Linked DNA regions of Sus scrofa: region 2 is linked to region 1. A link is a contact called in public Hi-C data. All regions are on one chromosome and are shown on one strand. Each heading gives the region's core, a stretch centred on a gene start, on an enhancer-like site or on the middle of the called end of the contact. The rest is flanking DNA. Distances are from core to core; before and after follow the strand shown.

Region 1 (4,726 bases), core at 1,081-3,580:
AAAAAAAAATGGTGTATTTAAAAAAGATTATGCGAAGATGTGTGTCCAAGCCCTCTTTAAAAAAAAAAAAAAAAAAGCCTCCCGAACGTCTTGGACTTTTATAATTAGAATGCAAGCTCTGCTCTGGCAGATCTCTTTAAGCCATAATTAGTTATGTCTGGAGCCTTTGAATAATTCCTTTCCATAATTGATGGAGTTAATATTCTCTTTCAAAAAAATGAGGAGGACGATGTTTTCTTCCAAACTCCCCTTTGGCTGGAGGTATTGCCCGTCAAAATCTGCATCAGTGAAAAATCACATCGGTTGGATTTACTGTTTAATTTCTTAGGCGACTTAGCTGATAACTTTTTAAGGATTTGGATGATTCTAGAAGTGAGGGCATTAAGGCATTGCTGGTTTACCCTCGCTGCATGTAGAAAGAAAGCAATAGCACGGATCATTCTCCCCCATTTGTTTCCAATTATTTTATTAATTAAAAAAACTGCTTTGTATGTTGCTTCTGTTGGAAACTCCATCAAAAAAAAAAAAAATCTTACCGTGAATGTGACTTCAATGCTAAGGATACCCTTGTGTGCCAGTCCAAAGAAATCCCCAATTACTTTATTCTTTAAGCATTCTTCTATAAAGAAGCTTCGGCATGCTTCCTCCCTACCCCCACATCCTCACTCCACCCTATTAGGAATTTCAAAAAAAAAAAAAAAAATCTTTATACATGGAAGGCTGGATCCTGGGACAGAAAGCTGTCCTTTGCTTCTGTCTTTACACTGGCCCCTTTCAGTAGCCTCTCCCTTCTGCCGGGACGTGCTTTCATATTTTGTGGACTAAAACCCTAAAGACCAGTTCGGTCTCTATTATGATTAGAACATGAAAAGTGGTGGTTGAAAAAATAAATAAAAAGAAAGCCCTGGCTTGAAGCCATTGTTCAGAATTTAAGAGCTCCTTGCCCCAAGTGTCTTAGCCGTCTTTCATAGCTAATTATAATAACTGTCAGATGTCTGGAGAGTGGCTGGTGTCCTTGTCAGTGGAGTCAGCAAAGTTTGCCTTTTATTTTTCTTGGGAACGGATCGAATCTGATTAGACTCAAGAGCGAAAAGAAGTGAAGTAAGTACATATGTGTGTGCCTTCATTTTTTTCTTCCGAACAAAGCAGCGTGCCGGAGCACTGTTCCAAGGTGCAGCCTCCTGCAGCTCCTCTTGGAATGCCTGACTTTTATTTTTCATTCTTTATCTTTAACCAAATCAAGCATGCAACAATTGTTTTGGAAACCTTTTCCTGCCAGCTGAACACCCTTCTGTACACACATAAAAGAGGAGCACCAAAAAAACCACATCTTCACATATTGGATGCTTATGACATAAAACTATTGGAACCAGTACCCTGGATGGAAAGAAATGTATACTTACAATTTCAAAACGCTTATTTGTGCTCGTTCCTGGTCCCTGGAGGCACAGCAGCGGCTCTGGCTGGACGGTCTCTGATGCAGGTGCAGAATCCCTGATTCCAGGAAGGAGGGAGAGAGCAAAGTGTTTTCCCAAAGTCCCTCGGAACTCAGGCACTTGTGCCCAGGCATTCCTTGCTCCTGTGAAAGCCGTACTATCTGCAGTTCTGAATTGAACTAAATTACAGCCCATGTGAAAGACAGGGGCAGTGAGTCACGTGGGAGATACACAGCTATCCTATTGGCCACTGAGACACAGCTTAGGCATTCTGCCTTCTCCTCCATTGGTGAAGAGTTAAAAATGAAAGCACTTGGGTCCTCCTCTCCAGCTTATTTGTCCTTTATGTGTGGAAGAATGACTGTAGGATTTTACAGTGACAGAATTAGTTAGGAGACGGACTGAAGTCATCCTTCACGGAGCCTGGTGGGAGGGGACTGGAAGAGCTCAGCTTTTTCAAGATTTTTTTTTTTTCCCTTTTTATCCCCCTGCCCTGCAGTTTTGTCTGTGATTTGCCTGTCTGCCTGTCAGGGAAATGTGTGTGTGTGTGTGTGTGTGTGTGTGTGTGTGTGTTTCCTCAGTTAACTTTGGAGGTGACAGAAAGTAAATTATCCTCTTATCCCTTTGCCGAACTCGGTCATGTTTGGAAGCACAAAATCAATTTTTCTTCAATGATGAATGTTCAGATTTTATTTTGATGTGGAAAGAAGCCTAATTGCCATTCTAAACAGTCGACGTTGTACATTAGAGATACCCAGAAACAGAATTAACTTTTCTGAGTAGCTCCTACATAGCGGGGAGAATAACCCTGGAAAAGGTTAAAAGGCAACACTATCAAAAAAGCTTCAGTTAAGCAGGGCAGAAGAGGAAGTATACTTTCCATATTGTTCTTTTTTTTTTTTTTTTCTTTTTGGTCATTTTAGGGCCGCACCCAAGCATATGGAGGTTCCCAGGCTAGGGGTCTAATCGGAGCTGTAGCTGCCAGCCTCCACCACAGCCACAGCAACTGGGATCTGAGCCGCGTCTGCGACCTACACCACAGCTCATGGCAAAGCCAGATCCTTAACCCACTGAGCAAGGCCAGAGATCAAACCCGTAACCTCATGGTTCCTAATGGGATTCATTTCTGCTGTGCCATGATGGGAACACCCCCCAATTGTTCTTTAATTTCCCTCTTTTAATAATGAAAAATGACCATAAAAAGGGCAGCCAAAAGGCACTTTTCAGTTGTCACAGCATTGTTTAAGTCACCTGGTTGCTAAAAGTCTCCAGTGCATTTGTGAGGATTTAGAGGTGCAAGTCCCCTAAGGGAACCTCAGACCCTTAGACACCATCGCATCCCGTATTCCCCATGAAACGGTGGCTAAAGGTGAGGGAGGAGGCCTCTGATGGGCAATACCTCTTGATCCATTTACCCTGATCCAGGATCCAGATGTGTAAAAGAAATGAAGGAAACACCCGAGGGAGTAGGACTTGTTTGCTTTTCCTTGCAAACCTCCTAAGAGCCCGTCACTCTGTTTCATGAAATTGTTTAACATGTGACAACTCGTAGGCTAAGTTTCATTACTTTCATTTCCTGGGGACAAAACCGGACTCAGTTGCTTTTACCATCACGGTCCTGCTTGATGTGCACACCCACCTCTGATATTTCTGTCGACTTTTTTTCCCAGGAGGACAGTGGTGCTCCCTTGCAGGCACCTGGCTATTGTATCCGCCAGGGGATGCGCCAAGCACATCCCATCCCATCCTGTCCAGTCCTTTCAGTTATCCTTGGGTTAGCTCTGGTCATCTCCGAGGCAGAGCAGAGGAAAGGAGGCAGATACTCCGTTCCACAAAGTTGGTAGTTGATGGCCCTTGATTCAAACCAACGCTCCTCCACTTTACACACTGCACAGATTTTCATTATGGTGCTGCTGAAGTTTTTTTTTTTTTTTTCCCCTTTCTGATGCAACACATTTGACTATTTCACACATATGGCATTATGTGAAATATTCAAATTTCACTCAGTGGATGCAGAATATCTGCTGTAGTCACATAAGTGTGTTTGGTTCAGACCCACATCATACCATTAAGTGACCCACACGGGACGGTAAATTGGTCTTAGAAGGGCAGTAGACTATATTTGAGTCTGGACCCCCTGAAAGAGCCTTGTGTGGTCATTCAACCAGAGAAGCATCCACATTTATCAAAGGAACAAACTTTCCCAGCACATCGGTCTGGGCCTTGAGGTGTTTCATGGCTGGTCTGGAGCTTGAAATACATCGAACCCTGGGGTAAGTCAAATCCTGGATCCTTTCCTAAATAGTGTCAAAAGTTCCTCATATTAAGAATATCAAGAACCTTATGGACTTTCCTGGATGTGTCCTCCCTGCAACCACAGAAATTAAAGGAAACATCCACTCACACTGCCTATCCTTGTGGGGTCTGTTTGTCAACTTGAGGAGTGTCAGCATCCTTACCTGTGCTCCCTGTCACTCATGGCAGCTAGGCCGGGCTACCTACAGGTGGGTAGGCAGAATTAGACAATCATCTTATTTTTGACCTTGTTCTTTCATTGAGTGGCTCTGAGTTTTCCCTACCTTGCCTTTCCTTCCTGTCATCCAGAACTTTTCTAAGTCCACCTTCTCATACAGCACCCAGGTGACAATATCAAGTTTCTCCACTCTATTGAAAAGATTCCAAGGACGGGGTTATATCTCACTATTTTTTAAGCCCTCCTAATGCCCATCACAGCAAAGATGAGATACACATGTGCTGGTATTTTTTCTTTCTTTTGTCTCCCAATGATCAATTCATGAGCAGCCATCAGCTACGAAATAACTCTGGGACGATAATGTGTGAAAAACAACCACCTTTTAAAATGAAGTTAAAGTAAAGGAGTCAGACACTGGAGGACAAGTGGGGAAATTACTTGGAGACCATGGACTGTCCCCAATATTGGTCCAGATTAATCATGTAGAACAATGGCCCTGACTGCGCCGAAGTTCCCAGCGTTGCCACGTGTTTACTTAACTCCTGTTGGCTGCCATCTATCAACCTTTTCTGTCCTTCTCATTCACGGGGGACCAGGCTTCCGGTTCTCAGATTTCCTCTTTATCACCAGCACCTTGGTTTGGTCCCGTGTTCACAAGGATGGATGCCCAACCCTGTACTATCTCGGTTCACTGACCTCCCCCATCCCGGTGACGGCCGCCTCCACTCCCACCACTGTCACCCACGCCTGCACTGCACAGGCTAGGACAGTTCACCCTGGAGATTGGAAAATGCACCCACATGCTCAGGAACTACCA
Region 2 (4,548 bases), core at 1,713-4,212, 500 kb after region 1:
CTCCCACTTTGTTCCAGACTCCTCATTTTTGCTCTCATATCCTTCAGTTTAGGACAGTTTGGCTCTTTTGACCCAACAAAGTATACAACTATCTATCTAGGCTTTCAAAGACTTAAAATTTCCAGCCAAAGGCAGATAGAGTTACTCTTAGCAAAACATATTTCCTTCTATTTTCCGTGTTCTTCAACTTAAGTTTTGCCTTTCTCACTGGATTTCACCGAAATCTTCCAGAAACTGTAATCACAGACCTGATAGTTTTTATGAAATTGCTCAAGCTCAGGCTCAATGAAGCATGGAGTTTGTATCTCCAGAAACATCAGGCGTCCACCTGAATCAGTTGATTTCCTGACATATAAAGGAAATGTCCACATCTCCTCTTGAGACAAAGATATTCTCTCTGCCCATAACTTCATCTTGACACAGACAAGCCTGTATTTTAGGAGCCACCAGGTGTAACATTCTATTTCCAAGTACTAATTTCTGTATTATTTAGGTTTTTTTAAAGACATGAATGACAGAAACTCAGTTCAAATGACTTGCACAGAAAAGGCTTTGGGCTGAATCCAGATATTCAGTGAGGGTTTTCTCTATCTACTGCTTCTCATCACGATTTTATTGACTGGCAAGGTACCCCTCAGTCATGGCGAAATAGCCTCATGTGTGTCACCCAGATTAGCAGCTTTGGGGAAAAAAAAAAATTCTCTTTTCCAGTGATTCTAGAAGTCTCCTGACATTTCCTAGGTGTATTAGTTCGCTACAGCTGCTCTAACAAATTTCCACAAACTGAACAGCTCTGAGCAACATAAATTCAATTTTTTGCCCACAGTTTAGGAGGCTGGAAGTCCAAAGCCAAGGTGTTGGCAGGGCCATGCTCCCTCTGAAGGTCTAGGAAAGAATCCTTCTTTGCTTCCACTTACAATTCTTGGTGTTCTTTTGCTCATGGCAACATGACTCTAAGCTCTGCATCTGAGATCAGATGGCCTTCTTCCCTGTTCTGCATCCAAATGTTTTTCTATTCTTTCAAGAACACTAGTTATTCAGTGAGGGTCCACTCTAACCCATCTTAACTTGGTTATTTCTGTAAAGACCCTATATCCAAATAAGATCATATTTTGAGGTTCTAGGCGGGTGTGAAGTTTTGTGCAAACACTATTCAACCCCATACATGGGGTGTCACCAAGCTCTTTCTCTGCCTAGAGCCTTTGCACCACCTGCAAAGTAACTGAGATTCTTTGATTCTATCAGTACTTTTTAAATCTCACCTCCTCAGAGAGGAGTATGTCTACCTGGATTTTTTGTATTTCTCACAACATGTAATTATTTGTTTACTTTCACCTTCAGAAGAATACAATCTCCCTGGGATTGCAGAGTCCATGCCTGTTTCACTTATTTATCTTAGCATCTGGCATTATCCTTGACACATGGTAGAATTAAGAAATAAATCAATGGATGAGTGATTAGAAGGAGGAATGGGTGCATGGATGGAATGAGTGACTGTAAACAATGGACATTTTCTATTTAATTATACTCGTTTAATATTTTGCTTTTTGCTCTAATGATTATTATATTTGTATGCTTATCTGTTTATATCTGAGTTAATATCTACAGAAAATATTGAGGGCCTTTGATGGGGCAATGTCTAGGAGAAAAAAATGAGAACACCTGGATTCAAAACTTGCTCCCAGAAGCTTATAATTTAAGATAGAAGAAACAGATATTTTAGAAAGAAAATAATAATCACCTTTAGGAGTTTTATCTTAATGGTTGCATTAACTCAACATAATCAAAAAACTGCAACGTTTTAGGTTCATATATAGTTTACATTCTTCTAAAGTTTACACTGAGTAGCAATAAACAAGGCTTTATTAAAGGGTCTGGCACATAAAAAACATTCAATAACTACTAGTGGGATAAATTAGGGAATGGTTTGTAAAGAGGCAGAAGAACCCAACCATTATCTCTAAGAAACAGGCACAGTTTTTGCAGAGCTGAAACTGGCAGAAATCATTAATACCTATAGTGTTCATGAAAGTCTTTCCCAGCAGAATTCCTGGTTGGACTGACTTGTGTGTGGCAAAGTTTGTCTTGCTGTTTGAAAATTTGCGAGAAAGAATCTCCAAATGATAACCAGCTTAGCTGGATGCCTCTCTATTTAATTTGGGAAGACTCCATGATCCCTTTCAGAGAAGGATTGATTGGATTTTTCGTTAATTAAATCCTCCATCTAAGCACGAAAAAGCTCAGGAGTAAACTGAGGATACCATGTGAAAAACAGCATGTTTCACATATATGGGCTGGATTGCAATGGGGCACTTTAAATATATATATTCTTGTCCTCCCCTGGATAGGAGAGTGAAATTTGACTTTTCTGACATAGTACTAAACATGTCTGCTGACAGTCTGAGCCATGGTGTTGGCAGTTGTCTTGGCAAAATGCCTGAGGCTGTGTTACTAATTTATCAGCATTGCCATGCGTATCTGAGCTGGCTTTCTATAATTTTCTTGCTCTCATTCTCTTGGACCCTTAACTGCATTCTCCATATTAGGAGTTAACAGCACTTCTTCCTTTCACGGCACCTGCCATTAGATGAATAATTGTATTCATCCCTGTCCAGGAACCCTTTGAAAATTCCTTTGTTGATCAGCCACACAGCTGTATCCTGAACCTCCGCTGTCAGAGGCCCTTGGAAACGGCTCTCCTAACTCCTTATTGTCCAGCCCGGGACACCGCTCCCCTTGCCTGTGTGCTCCTTGCAAATAACGTCGTCTTGCGTTTCTGACATGATCCTGGACAGTCAAGCTGGTGCTTTTCTTCTCCTGGAGATGAAGGAGCGGGAGTGATTAGTCCTCCTCTCCCTCCCCCCCTCCCCATGTGCTCAGATCTGGGAGCTGCTCTGAGCCTAGACCTGCCTACACGCGTCACAGGCGCTGTCAATTAGGGGAACAGACGTCAATTGGGAGAACCGACAAGCAGGCAGGGCCCTGGCGCTGAACTGTGTCATGTGCCGACTCTGGTTTACACAGAATGAGAGTGGGGCAGTGAGGATCTCTCTGACTCATGGAGTGTTCTTTTTGAAGAGGGCTTTGTGATGTTTGACAGAGGAAGGAAGGAATTCGGACAAAACAAGGGAAGGAAGAATTTGTTATTTCTTGCCACCAGCCAAGTCTCTGGTTCCGGTTCCCAAGAATATAACTTTAATGTATAAGACACATACAAACCTAATTATATATCATTTAAAATTTGATCGGGAGCAACACCATGTCTTTGGAGTCAAGTTCTCTCTTTTGAGCTTACAAAAATAGGAACATGAGAAAAAAAAAAAAAGAGAGAATCATAGTGGATCCCCTACTGCAAATTCCATCACTGATATGTGTGGTTAACACCAATATGGGTGTTGAGTAAACCTAATGCATTATATCTTCTTTAAAAAAATTATGTCTGCTGCATATACATACCATGCTACAATAAGGAGCATGTTTGGATCTTCAGCAAAATGTAAGTAGGATAGTGGTGGGGAAGCGAAAAAAAAATAAAATACAAATTGAGACACAAAAATGAATAAGTTTGGAGAATAATAACAGCTTACACATAAAGCAAATTAATGCCAGATTAATTCAATTATTCATGAAAAGCTATGTGTTATTCTCCTTTATTCAGATAAAATTAAAAGGGATATATTTAATAGAAAACAAAACACAAACTTGGCACATAGATGTGCACATGATAGAAGTTCTTCCATTAATTCAGTAGTAAAGAATTCTAAGGTTCAATTAAACTTTTAGATAATGTGATACCACTTCAGTACACAAATGGCCATGTAAAAGAAACTTGGATTATATAGTAAAATAAATTGTTCTGTGTACTCTTAAAGGTATAAGTTATTTGGAGTACAAGGGAGTCTTCAAATATTAACCCTTAATAAAATGCCAAAACCATCTTTTAAAAGGTAAATAGAAGAAATAAGGTAAATACAACCTGGAAATATTATGGCAATGCTGTTGTCCAGAAAGTTTAAAACCTAGAACCATGCTTCACTGTGTCACCTGCAAATAAGCTAAGGCACAAAGCTTTACATTAAAAAGATGTTAGGAGTTCCCGTCATCGTGGCTCAGTGGTTAACGAATCCCACTAGGAACCATGAGGTTTGCAGGTTCGATCCCTGGCCTCGCTCAGTGGGTTAAGGATCTGGCGTTGCCATGAGCTGTGGTGTAGGTCGCAGATGCAGCTCGGATCCTGTGTCGCGGTGGCTGTGGTGTAGGCCAGTGGCTACAGCTCTGATTAGATCCTTAGCCTGGGAACCTCCATATGCTGTGGGTGTGGCCCTAAAAAAGACAAAATAATAATAATAATAATAAAAGATGTGAGAAACCTGAAATCATGCTGAAAGGATCTTTTCCTGTTTTTTTCATCCAAAAGTAAAAATGTCCCCACTGAAGCTCACCATGGAGAAAAGTATCTGTAAGGGATAATATTTCAGTTGTGCTGACCCTTATTTTCTTAACGTGATAGTTTGCATGTCACTACAAGGCTTTCTGGCATGAACACTT

The links. Hi-C and Micro-C count contacts between places; a contact is called where the count stands out from the background.
Region 2: a Hi-C map of embryonic fibroblasts shows a contact between it and region 1, with 2.7 times the contacts expected there. The contact joins the enhancer-like site here to the promoter of LOC110255652 in region 1. A contact is called at or near these places in 3 of 5 promoter capture datasets (fetal liver, fetal skeletal muscle and skeletal muscle), 4 of 47 Hi-C or Micro-C datasets (embryonic fibroblasts, fibroblasts and skeletal muscle) and 1 of 2 datasets of contacts at active chromatin or transcription factors (skeletal muscle).

What each region holds. Positions count from the first base shown.
Region 1 is chr10:21,776,500-21,781,225 of Sscrofa11.1, forward strand. LOC110255652 reads right to left here and starts at 2,331. Exons shown (of 5, transcript XR_002336251.1): 1 at 1,404-2,331. LOC110255653 (a long non-coding RNA gene) reads left to right here. Exons shown (of 2, transcript XR_002336256.1): 2 at 1-76.
Region 2 is chr10:22,274,784-22,279,331 of Sscrofa11.1, forward strand. No RefSeq gene overlaps it. Among named protein-coding and RNA genes, the nearest start is that of TRNAE-UUC, 360 kb to the left of the region's middle. Within about 2 kb of position 2,963, at least 32 of the 83 cell types and tissues checked have an H3K27ac peak or open chromatin away from gene starts, as enhancers often do. A contact at or near this core is called in embryonic fibroblasts and skeletal muscle, where this site is marked.